3 separate regions of the Oryctolagus cuniculus genome follow, and regions 2 and 3 are each linked to region 1. Evidence: chromatin contacts called from public Micro-C data. All regions are on one chromosome and are shown on one strand. Each heading gives the region's core, a stretch centred on a gene start, on an enhancer-like site or on the middle of the called end of the contact. The rest is flanking DNA. Distances are from core to core; before and after follow the strand shown.

Evidence for each region. Hi-C and Micro-C count contacts between places; a contact is called where the count stands out from the background.
Region 2: a contact with region 1 is called in a Micro-C map of ear pinna, with 15 times the contacts expected there. The contact joins the promoter of STAM2 here to the promoter of ARL6IP6 in region 1. A contact is called at or near these places in 3 of 6 Hi-C or Micro-C datasets (ear pinna, psoas muscle and an unstated tissue).
Region 3: a contact with region 1 is called in a Micro-C map of ear pinna, with 13 times the contacts expected there. The contact joins the promoter of ARL5A here to the promoter of ARL6IP6 in region 1. A contact is called at or near these places in 2 of 6 Hi-C or Micro-C datasets (ear pinna and an unstated tissue).

Annotation. Positions count from the first base shown.
Region 1 is chr3:89,171,062-89,174,541 of mOryCun1.1, reverse strand. ARL6IP6 (ARF like GTPase 6 interacting protein 6) reads left to right here and starts at 2,100. Exons shown (of 5, transcript XR_001793578.3): 1 at 2,100-3,079. It overlaps PRPF40A (pre-mRNA processing factor 40 homolog A), which reads right to left and starts at 1,748. Exons shown (of 26, transcript XM_051849562.2): 1 at 1,331-1,748; 2 at 161-292. The coding sequence starts at 1,540.
Region 2 is chr3:89,704,174-89,707,648 of mOryCun1.1, reverse strand. STAM2 (signal transducing adaptor molecule 2) reads right to left here and starts at 1,470. Exons shown (of 14, transcript XM_051848619.2): 1 at 945-1,470. The coding sequence starts at 1,200.
Region 3 is chr3:90,080,981-90,084,254 of mOryCun1.1, reverse strand. It overlaps ARL5A (ARF like GTPase 5A), which reads right to left and starts at 1,597. Exons shown (of 5, transcript XR_011387294.1): 1 at 977-1,597.

The DNA.
Region 1 (3,480 bases), core at 851-3,350:
TTGATGCAACATTTTTATCTGAAAACTTTATCTGGGCATAAATTAATCCTCAACCAGCTACAAGTACGGCACTGATTTAAAATTCTAAAATGTCGACACAATACCTGAGGCAAAAAAGCACCAACAAATAGGAAACAAAACAAAAACATAACGTTCTTACTTGTCCCATTGGTGGCCCTCCCATAGGGGGCATCATTTGTGGCATCATTCCATGAGGTACAGGAGGCATATTTGCTCTCTGACCCATAGGGTGCATTCCCATTGGGGCATAATGCATGCCAGGGTGCCCCATCTGAAAAATAATGAGCATTTGAAAATTACCAAGTTAATAAGCATCTCAGCAATCTCATTTCAAGAAATCTCTTACCTGTAGTGGCCTATATTAGGCTACTGTGGGATGCATGACTGTAGTATAATGAACTTGCACATTCCATAACAATGTGGAAAAGGTGAAAAATGATCCTGGAGGGTTGAATCAGCTTGGTCCCCCCACCCCCCTTCACTAAGCACTGATTCAATCATCTACCGAATTGCTTGCTGGTTTTGGAAAATACATATTCAATGCTTACTTAGAAAGTTATGGTCAAAAAAATCACATCTTTATCCTGTTTTACATAGATATAAAAAAAAAAAGCCAGCTGTCATTTTACAATGCCACTAATTTGACACTTCAAAGACTTTGAATTTGTCAAATTCACTTCGAGGCAAACCTGTCTTAACAGAATGCACAGGATGGGTTGTCAGAGCCACTTCATGCCTAACATACTATTTCCTAACCTAAGCTTCAGCACAGGTAAAAGTTCCTCTCCCGAAAACACATCTCCGAAAACTTAAGTTTCTGTCACTCACAGACACTAAATGCAAACAACCAAGTCAACTATTTCACTGCGCATTTAACGCACTACTTTCTTCCTATGTGTCCATTGTTCCTGGCTTTTAAACCAGGGAATTCTCCCCAGCCAATTATCCCAGAGACCCCCTCCTCCCGCCGCAGACCACCACCACTACGCGTGCAAACAAATCAGCTTCTTGCAGTCTTAGCGACATCAAGCCTCTGCTAAACCAGGCCTTCGGCTCCGAGACGCTCGCCCCGCCCAAGGCCTGCCAGCACCTTCACCGCGCATCTGTCTAGGCCAAGCCCACTGGGAACTTCAAAGGTCCCACATACTTCTCTTTGTGCAGCCCTGCCCTGCGTCTCTCTCCCTCGGGACATAGCCCACCATCTGGAGTTCTTCCTTCGTCCACTCCACTCTTCTCCTTTCGGAGTACGCTTCCTGTCTGCCTCCGTTTTTCATTGTGCCGCTTTCCCCCTACACCACCGATCCCTTACCGAGGGCCGTCTCCTCAGGAAGCCGTCAGCGGAAACCCAAGAGCTGGAGCAGAGGTTGGAGCCGGACAATCTCGGCTCCCCGTCCCCAGGACCCCGCGAGGGAGGTTGGTTCTCCATTTCACTCACCATGAGGCCTCCACGCTCGGCTCCCGTCCCCGGCCTCATCGTCGGGCTCAGACTGCTCGGCCGGCGGCCACTGCCGCTACACATACCAACAAGAAGCGATCTGAGTGGCTGGCGCCCGCTGGGGCCAAAGGTTAAAGGATGCCCTGAGCTATGGGGCGGGCTCAGCGGGGCCAATAAAATGACAGGCTTCTCCGCTGTCCAATCGCAGTGCGCCGCCGACTCGCACTTCTGCGGCGATTGGCTCTGAGCCTCAGCCTCACTCGGCGTCCCGTGCACGGGAAGGGGGGGAAGAGGAGGGACAAGAGGAAGTTTCCGCGTCGAGTCCTTTGACTGGAAAACTCTACCAACTTCCTTTCGGCGGAGGAAGACTACCGTGCCCTATCTTCCCTGAGCTCCAAAAGCCTCACTGCGTAGGGGTGGGGTATTGGGGCCCGCCGCCTTCACCATCTCCCCCGCCCGAGTTACGTACGCGCCACAAACCTGCGGCCGCCCCCAAGAGGGTAGGGTGGGGTGGGGTGGAGTGGGGTGGGGGCGGGGTAAGCAGCTTCCAGCGTTAGCGGTAGCTGGGGCAGGATGCGCGCCAGTGCGCGCGCTGTGTGGGAGGCGAAGGGGCGGGGAGGGACGGGCTAGCGAAGAGGCGTCCAGAGCAAGGGAGCTCTGCCTGCAGCGGCGCAGAGCGCGCCGAGTCGCTGGGAGGGAAGTTGTGGGTGGGGAGAAACACGCCGAGAGCGGGATGGACTCCCGAGGCAAAGCGACGGGTTAGGAGGAGCAGACTGGGGAGCAGTGTGAGCGTAGAGGGGGAAAAGCACGCAGGCTCTTGAATGTGTATCGGAAGGGCCTGGGCGAGCTTTAGGACCCGGTGTTGACTGTGGGGCTGCTGGGGCACGCGCTTGCCTGGGTGGCGACGCGCCGGTGGCCGGGACTAAGCACGCTGGGGAGAGGCAACTCGGCTATTTGGGGCCTCGGCTTGCCTGTCCCTGCACGCTTCCCTGCGCCCGCTCTCGCCTGCTGTCCCGGAATCGGCCCGCGGCCGCGAGGCGCCCAGCCTCTCCGGCGAGCCCTCTGCTCCCTCTCGGCGCCGCCGCCCACCCTCTCGCACCCCTGCGCGCCTGGCCGGGTGGTGGAGGCCGCAGCGGGGCCCTGCCGCTGATTGGCTGTTGCGGTCGCGGGGCGGGGCCAGTGAGAGACGTTGGACCTCGGCGGTTCTCGCCGTCTTTCCCGCCATGTCTTTTGTGGAGAGCGGGAGGCGTTCTGCGCCGCGCCGCCGCCGCCTCGGCACGCCGGTGCCCTTCGCGGCGCCGCAGTACTCCGCCTTCTCTCAGGGGGACAGCTGGGGTGTGGGCGAAGTCGACGACGAGGAGGGATGCACCCAAGTGGCCCGCGACTTGCGGGCAGAGTTCTCGGCTGGGCCGTCGTCGGAGTCCAGGAGAGGTTCTCTGTTCCCGCCAGATGGAGATGGGTCGCCGGTGCTGCCGGAGAAGCGCAACGGCATCTTCCCGGCTGCTGCGGGAAGCCGAACCTCGGCTCGGCAGTGGCCGGTTCAGGTCCTTTCTATTCTGTGTGCGCTGCTGTTCGCCATCCTCCTCGCCTTTCTGCTCGCCATCGTCTACCTGGTCGTAAAAGGTATCGCAGCCCGGGCCGAAGAGTCTGCCCAGAGTTCAGATGGGCCCGGGTGTGGCTCTCGCTTCCGTCCAGCCCTCAGCCCCCGCCGTCCCCAGAGCAGGCAGGCAGGCAGGCAGGCAGCCGCGTTCCCCCAGAGCCCTGTCTGTACCTTTCTGTACCCGTTCCTCTTTGTCCTCGCTGCCTGGGCGGAGGTCCCTGGTCTGCGATCGGGGGACCCATTTTAAGAAGAGGTCTCTCAATTAAATGACTTGGAAAGAAGTATCCAGGTCGTTGAACAAGTGAGGCAAAACACTGGCACAGTTATGTAAGCGAACTGCACAACACCTCCTAGCAGACAGCAGGAAGTGCGTGTAATTAAATAGGCTATGAGTATGGAAGGGCGTTGATCCACAAATGCCTGA
Region 2 (3,475 bases), core at 221-2,720, 530 kb before region 1:
GGCCAATGTAAGCTCGTTAGCCTTTCATTCCACTTTCTCTAATTCCATCCACTTGTAGAATTAGCTTTTTATCCTTAAGTTGCCTTTGGATACTGAATCCAGTCACACATGAGCTGACAAGCAAGCGCCTGAAGCTTTGGATGACGGCACTGTCCACGAGATCATCTATGAACAACAGTACTTTTCATCTCAACAGTGGTAACTCTCTTACCGAAGTGATGCTAAAGTGTGACCCACTAAATCCTGCAGGGGCTCAGGAGCCACTAAGGGGAAGCTCTGGAACAGTGCAGGGGGCAGAACAACGCAGTCTACTTTTACCAGACAAGTTTTCAAGCAGAAAATGCGAGATGTTCTAGCCTTTTCTGAGATGCCAGAGTTTTCCTTTTCATCTCCCAAGACAGGACGTGTCGCATCTGCGCGATCGAAGGTAAGGGACGGCACCTGTACAACCGTACGTGAATTCTGAATGTAGGACGGCACCTGTACAACCGTCCATGAATTCTGAATGTGTGCCATCAGCGCTTGCACGCGCGTGTACGTGAGCTCTCCCCATTCGACACGGGGCAGCCGACCTCTCCAGCGCCGAGCTGCCCTAGACAGTATGGTATCCACAGCCGCCGCCTCTTCCAAGGCAGGAGGGCTCATCAACAGGCTCCAAGAGGGGCAGAAAGTTCGCGACAACTCCCTAAGTATGCAATCAGTCCAGACTCCAACTCCAGCTCGGCCGTATTCCCGGCGCCCGGCGAGGGGCACCGCCCTTTAGGGATCTCCAACCTACGCAGGCAGGAAGTACTCCCTAGACCCCCTGCGACGCGCCGAGATCGCCCCCAAAACATTCCGTCGCAGAGGCGGCGGCACCGCCCCTTCCCAGTCCGCAGTCAGAGTCGCCGCCGCCCACTTTCCGGCTGCACCTACAGCCGCCCAGGACCCGGCGCAGCACTCACCCACGTCCTGCTCGAAGGGGTTGGCGGTGAACAGTGGCATCTCGCCGGCGTCCGGGTCCGCGTCCCTGCGGTCTGGCTGGGTCTCAGCAGCTCCTCCCCGCCGGCTGACCCGGGACCGCGGCTTCCTAGACGACTCCGCTCCGGACGCCCGCCCCGTTCTTCCGCCCGCGGGCCGGCTTGACGCCTGCCTGCCTGACGGGCTGCCAGCGGGCGCTCCGCCCCCGACTCCGCTTTTGGGACGACGTCCCGCCGGCATCGGGCATCCTCTCAGCGCCCCTGTCGCAGCCGCCCACCTAGAGGAGGCAGCAGTCCTGGTCCCAGGCCTTCGCAGGGCTCAGGCGTTTGGCGCGGCCACCTTTCCGTGGCGAGGACCTCGGCAAGCCACGGAGCCGGGACCTTCGGAAACGGAAGTTGCTGATGAGAAACGCAGGAGGTCCGGAAGCTGCAATGCGACCGGCGGCGCGGCAGGGGGCGCGGCGGGCCCGGGTTTTTCGTGGGGCGGGCGGAGTTGGGGGCGCGGATCGTAACTGCCCGGTTCTTCTTGCTGATGGAGTTCTAGGGCTGCAGGTCTGGTCGCCGGCGGCCGCTGAGCGCCCGTGGCTGCGTTCGCGTCACAGTGCGGTAGCCCTGGAAACGGAGCCGCTGGCGGCGCGGTGGCTTTGCGAGTCTGCCCGAGGCCTGGCTTAGCTCTGCTCGCCCACCTCTAGGGCGCTGCGCCCCAAATCCCCCGAGAACAGCCGCCCATGGGAAGCGGTGGTCGCGGCGCTTAGGGCTCTGCAGGGACTCGTACCTTTCGCCTCCCGCCGCCTCCTCGCCGTAAAAGCAGTGCTCACTCCGGGAATCCGAAGGCGGATGAGGCAAACCCCCTACTCTTCACAGGGGCAGTGCCTATGTACGAGGTCGTAGGCGACCGTGTGGGACTAGTAATTAGCAAACAGATGGCCGTCGCATCCGGCCCGGCACTGGAATGTCAGCACCCCTTGGACTCACACCTTCCCTGCCCCTCGTCGCCCTCCGTCATGGTTTTCCCGAGGACATAATTGCCTCCTAGGTTGTCTGTCTCCCCTCATGAGACAACGAACTTGTGTTTATCTCACAGGTTGGCCTCTTTATCCACTATGCCACAGCCCCAGCCCCTTGACTTCACTTTTGTCCTAATGTTTCCTCTCTCTCACAGTGACTATTAATTGGACTAATAGCTAGCATGTTAGCTATTCAATTAAGGAAAAATTTTATAAGGAAAAAGATTTTATCTTATTTTCACCTGTTCTTTTACTGCTTTTCGTTTTGAAGATGTAGATCCACATTTCGGCCCTATGTCGTGTTCCTTCTCCCTGAGCACTTCTGTTCACATTTATTGTAAGATAATTCCACTGTCGCCAGATTCCTTCGAATTTCGTGTGCCAGAGAAAGCCTGTTTCTTCGTTACTTTTAAAGGTTAATTTCAATAGATAGAGAATTCTAGATTGGTGGTTTTTTTTTTTTCATTGTACACTTTAAATAGTTCACTTTTTCTCTTCGTGCCTCCATGGTTTCTGAACCCACTTGTAGTTCTTATCCTTACTCCCCTGTAGGTAGTAAGGTGTTTTCCCCATCTCGGGCTTCTTTCAGATTTTCTCTTTGCCTTTGATCTTCTGTATATTGATTGGGATGTACTTATGTATAGAGTTTTTTGGAATTCGTACTGTTCGGCGTTGTATCTGTCGTTGGATCTGTAGTATCATTAATTTTGGGAAATTCACAGTCGTTGCTTCAGATATTTCTTTTGTTCTTTTTCTTTTGATATTTCCATTATGCTTTTTGTAATTCTCCCTCGGTTCTTACATACTCCATTATTTTAAATTCTTTTTTCTTTTCTTTGCATTTTAGATTTTCAGATTCAGATTCTTTGGCCCTGTAGTTTCTGCTGAGGAGCCCATTAGGGCATTCTTCATTTCTGCTGCAGTGTTTTGTATTTACAGTATTTTCTTTGGATTCTTTCTTATTTCTATTTCTCTGTTTATATTATTAATTTTTCCATTTTTCCATTTGAGCCCCTAACACATAAATCAACGTCATGGTGTGATAATTCTAACATTCTTGCTGTATCTGAGTCTAGTTCTGTTGCTTGCTCTGCCTCTTCAAACCGTTTTTGTCTTTCAGTATGCCTTGTAGTGTTTTACTGAGAGTTGGACGAGATACATTGGAATTAAACAGTCATTTACTGTGAGGTTTTACCTATATCCACCCAGGGCTCAGGCTGTGTTCACCATTCCCTGTAGCTGTAGGTATCAGAGACCAGAATTTTCTCTCTGATTTCCTTGTTTGTATCTCCTCTGTTGTCTTTGGGTGGTCTTCCCCCCTTCCCCTCCTCCTCCTCCTCCTCCTCCTAGATTTATTCATTGGTTTGAAAGTCAGAGTTACAGACAAGGAGAGACAGAGAGAGAGAGGTCTTCTATCTGCTCGTACACTCCCCAAATTACCCCAACAGCCAGAGCTGGGCCAGGTTGAAGCCAGGAGTCGGGAGCTTTATCCAAATCGCCTATGTGGGT
Region 3 (3,274 bases), core at 348-2,847, 910 kb before region 1:
GATTATACAACAGGAAAACATAAACTAAGTTATTGACAGCAGGAATAATTGAATCACCCGACTTGAGTTAAAAGGAAACAAAAGTACAACACTACCCTGTTCCTAACTCTTGGCTTTTTGTTAAAATTGTACCTTTCCCCGGTTTTACACACTCATTTTCTAACAAACTTTCACAAACCAGCTGTGTATTTCATGGCAATGTATGCGCTTAGATGAATTCAGGCATCCCCAGATGAGAATAAACTCTATACCCTGTAACTTGCTAGTTACCTGTCCCTAACAAATGTTTCGGACGGCACGGTTTATAAAGCTTTCGGTGAAGTCCTTTACCACCTTTAACCCAGCAGCAGCAACAATAACAAACCCCCTCATTAAATAACCCACACAAGTAGGGAAACATCTGCAGCCTAACCCCGAAGACAGATATCAATAAGGCAAATGCAGAGACCTGTCTCCATGCAGGAGACACCGGAGTCTCCTCCCGCCCCAAAAAGAGCGGTGGGGGTGGAGGGAAGGCTCCTAAGCCTCAAGTGCACTGCACGAGTCCAGAGCGACCACACACGCTCTCCGCATTCTGCAACGCTGGGCCGCTCGCTGGGCGGCCGCGGCCGTAACCCGCAGCACCCTTCAACCCAGAAGACCCCTGCGTTGCTCCGTGGTGTCCAAACCCGACTGCGGGCGCAAGAGCGGGCTGAAAGGCCAGGCCGCGGCCACTCTCCGCGTTGGGCAGGCAACCACCTTTCCCACTCCCAATCGAAATCGGAGTAATGGGTGTACTGCGGAATGGACTTCCTGGGAAGGTCCCTTAAGACAAAAGGCTGCGAATCGGGAACTTGGCCCTAGCTCGCGAGCCGGCCGGCGGTCCCGGGTCAGCACCCGCGCGGCCCGCACTCCGGAAGTATTTGGAGACCCCCACCCTCCCGCCCCAGACTGACTCTCCCCTCCCAGCCGCCCGCCCGCGGCCTGAGCCCCTCACCCTGGTGATTGAACAGTCTCCATATCCTGGTGAAGAGAATTCCCATTCTCGGGCAGCGGACCCCCTCCAGCCGCCCGGCCGCCTGGCCTCCCCGGGCTCAGGCGGAGGGGCAGAGAGACGCGCTGGAGCCTCCGCCTCTGCTTCTGCTGCTCCCGCGCTGGCCGCCGGCCCGCTTCCAGGGAACCGGAGGGAGGCCGAAGCCCAGGCCGTCCTGTAGCGCGCAAGGCCCCGCCGCTGCCGCCGCGGCACTCGCCTGGCTCGCGGACATCGCCGCCGCGTTGTCTGCGACGAGCCTCGCGGGCCACCGTCCTCCCCCAGCTCCTCTCCGGCGGCTGCGGTGGCGGGGACCACGTGGGCGGGGGAGGTGAGGGGGCGGGGCCGGCGAGGCGGGAATGCGCATGCGCGCGGCCGGAAGGGGGTCTGAGGGGGCGGGGTCTGGGGAAGGCAGCTGTCTGGCTCCACCTTATTTACGTAACGAGGCGGCTGTGTGAAGGTGTTGGAGTTGAGACTGTGCCGGTTGCGGTTGGGGTGGGTGACTTTGGTCTGCTTGCTGTTGGATCTCCGCGGCGTCTTTATGTTTTCCCTAAATTTCCTCCCTAGACGCATAATGTAAGTGTGTAATTTATATAATAAATTCCCAGCCCTTCCCACACGCTAGGGCAGAGGTCCCATGTTTTGGCCCTCCACGACATGATGTTCCCCCAAGGGGCTTTGAGGGAATCATAAGCTTGTTCTGTTTCCATCCTCTAGCCCAGCTGAAGTCACCGAGTCGTCTTATGGCCGTCTTTGAGCCTTGGAGTCCTACTCTCTCCAATCTCAGGTCCGTTTGCCCAAAGCGATCATTTTGATGAAGTCACTCTGGTTAAAAACATTGTGTGGGCAGCAAAGCTGAGAAGAGTCTTGCTGCCTTGTAACAGTCGGTCAAGTGCTGGCTCTGCTCTTCTAGTCTGTACTCTGAACAGCTATGTCCTCTGCTGTGCAAGGACTAGGTCCACCCTCCACTGTGGGGTGTTGAAAAGTAAAATGTAAGTGAATCATGAGGTCACTTCCTGTCGGCGTTTTTAATCCCCTGTGTTTTTTCCAGCTGGCCAAGTTACTAAACCCCTCCAGGCCTCAGTGTTCACATAGGGAATAAACAGTGTTGATCTCTGAGGCCTTGCTTTGATTCTAGGTTAGCTGATGACTATGAAAATTAGTCTCAACTAATTTGGAGGCGAGAGGTGGGGAAAAAGCAAAACCAGCAATAACTCCAGCCCGTTGTATTCTCTGTAACTTTGGTAAAACGGAAGAGAAGGAAGAGTAGGAGGGGAGTTGTAAAAGGCGTTTGAACTACATTGTGCCCTTTATTTCCAACAGCTGAATGCAATTAAATACAATCAACTACACCTTTTCACCTCAGTGCTGTTAGCTCTACCTCATCACCTCAATATACAGAAAAGTAATTTATTGGGGCTTATCGTTAAAAGGACAAATTTTACAGGAGACATACACCAAGGAAGGGAAAGGAAATAACTATAATAACCCACTGTAAAGATTATCATGTCTGGATTTACTTAATGAAGTGCTATAGGCTCTTTAGAAATACAATATTGTTTGCATAACCAATTTGTACTCTTTCATAGTTCTGTTCTTGCACAGTGTAGGTCATGTTTTGGCTGGTCTAAGGCATTTTGCAAACTCCCACACATCTCTATAGATTTATTAAATCTATAGACATAGATATGTCAGATCCATCAAGTTGTGAAATTAGGACCTCATATTTTGTAATCTACATTAAGGAGTTTGTCCTCGATTATTTTCTAAGTGTCTCTCAAGAAAAAAAAATCTTCATTTGCCTTTCCAATATTCTTGCCCAACTATACCACCTGTAGGTACAATAAAAATTTGGAACTACTGTAGAATTAATTGGGAATCTTGTTCACTGGTGGGAAGCTATTTGTGAAAACAGATTTCATCTGAGACCTTTTAAAGGGGGATTTATCCATAAGTATCGAGAATGCAAAATGTCATTGCAGAGGCTTCTTCCGGTTTTGAGAGTAGAGTTGACTGGATTTACTGTCCTATCATTAACAAACAGAAAACTGGATATAATATAGGAAAGAACTGCTTTCAGATATTGGAAAACACATAGCACCAAACCGTGATCCCTCACAAAAGGGAGACAAGCGCGCTCATCTTCGCCTGGGCTTTCTGCCTGGAAGCAGTTCCTGGCCGACGACAGAGGCAGCGCAAACCCAAGGAAGAGTCTGCAGTCTCCAAGGGCTGCAGACACAGATCAGTGTTCCTGAGATCAAGGTG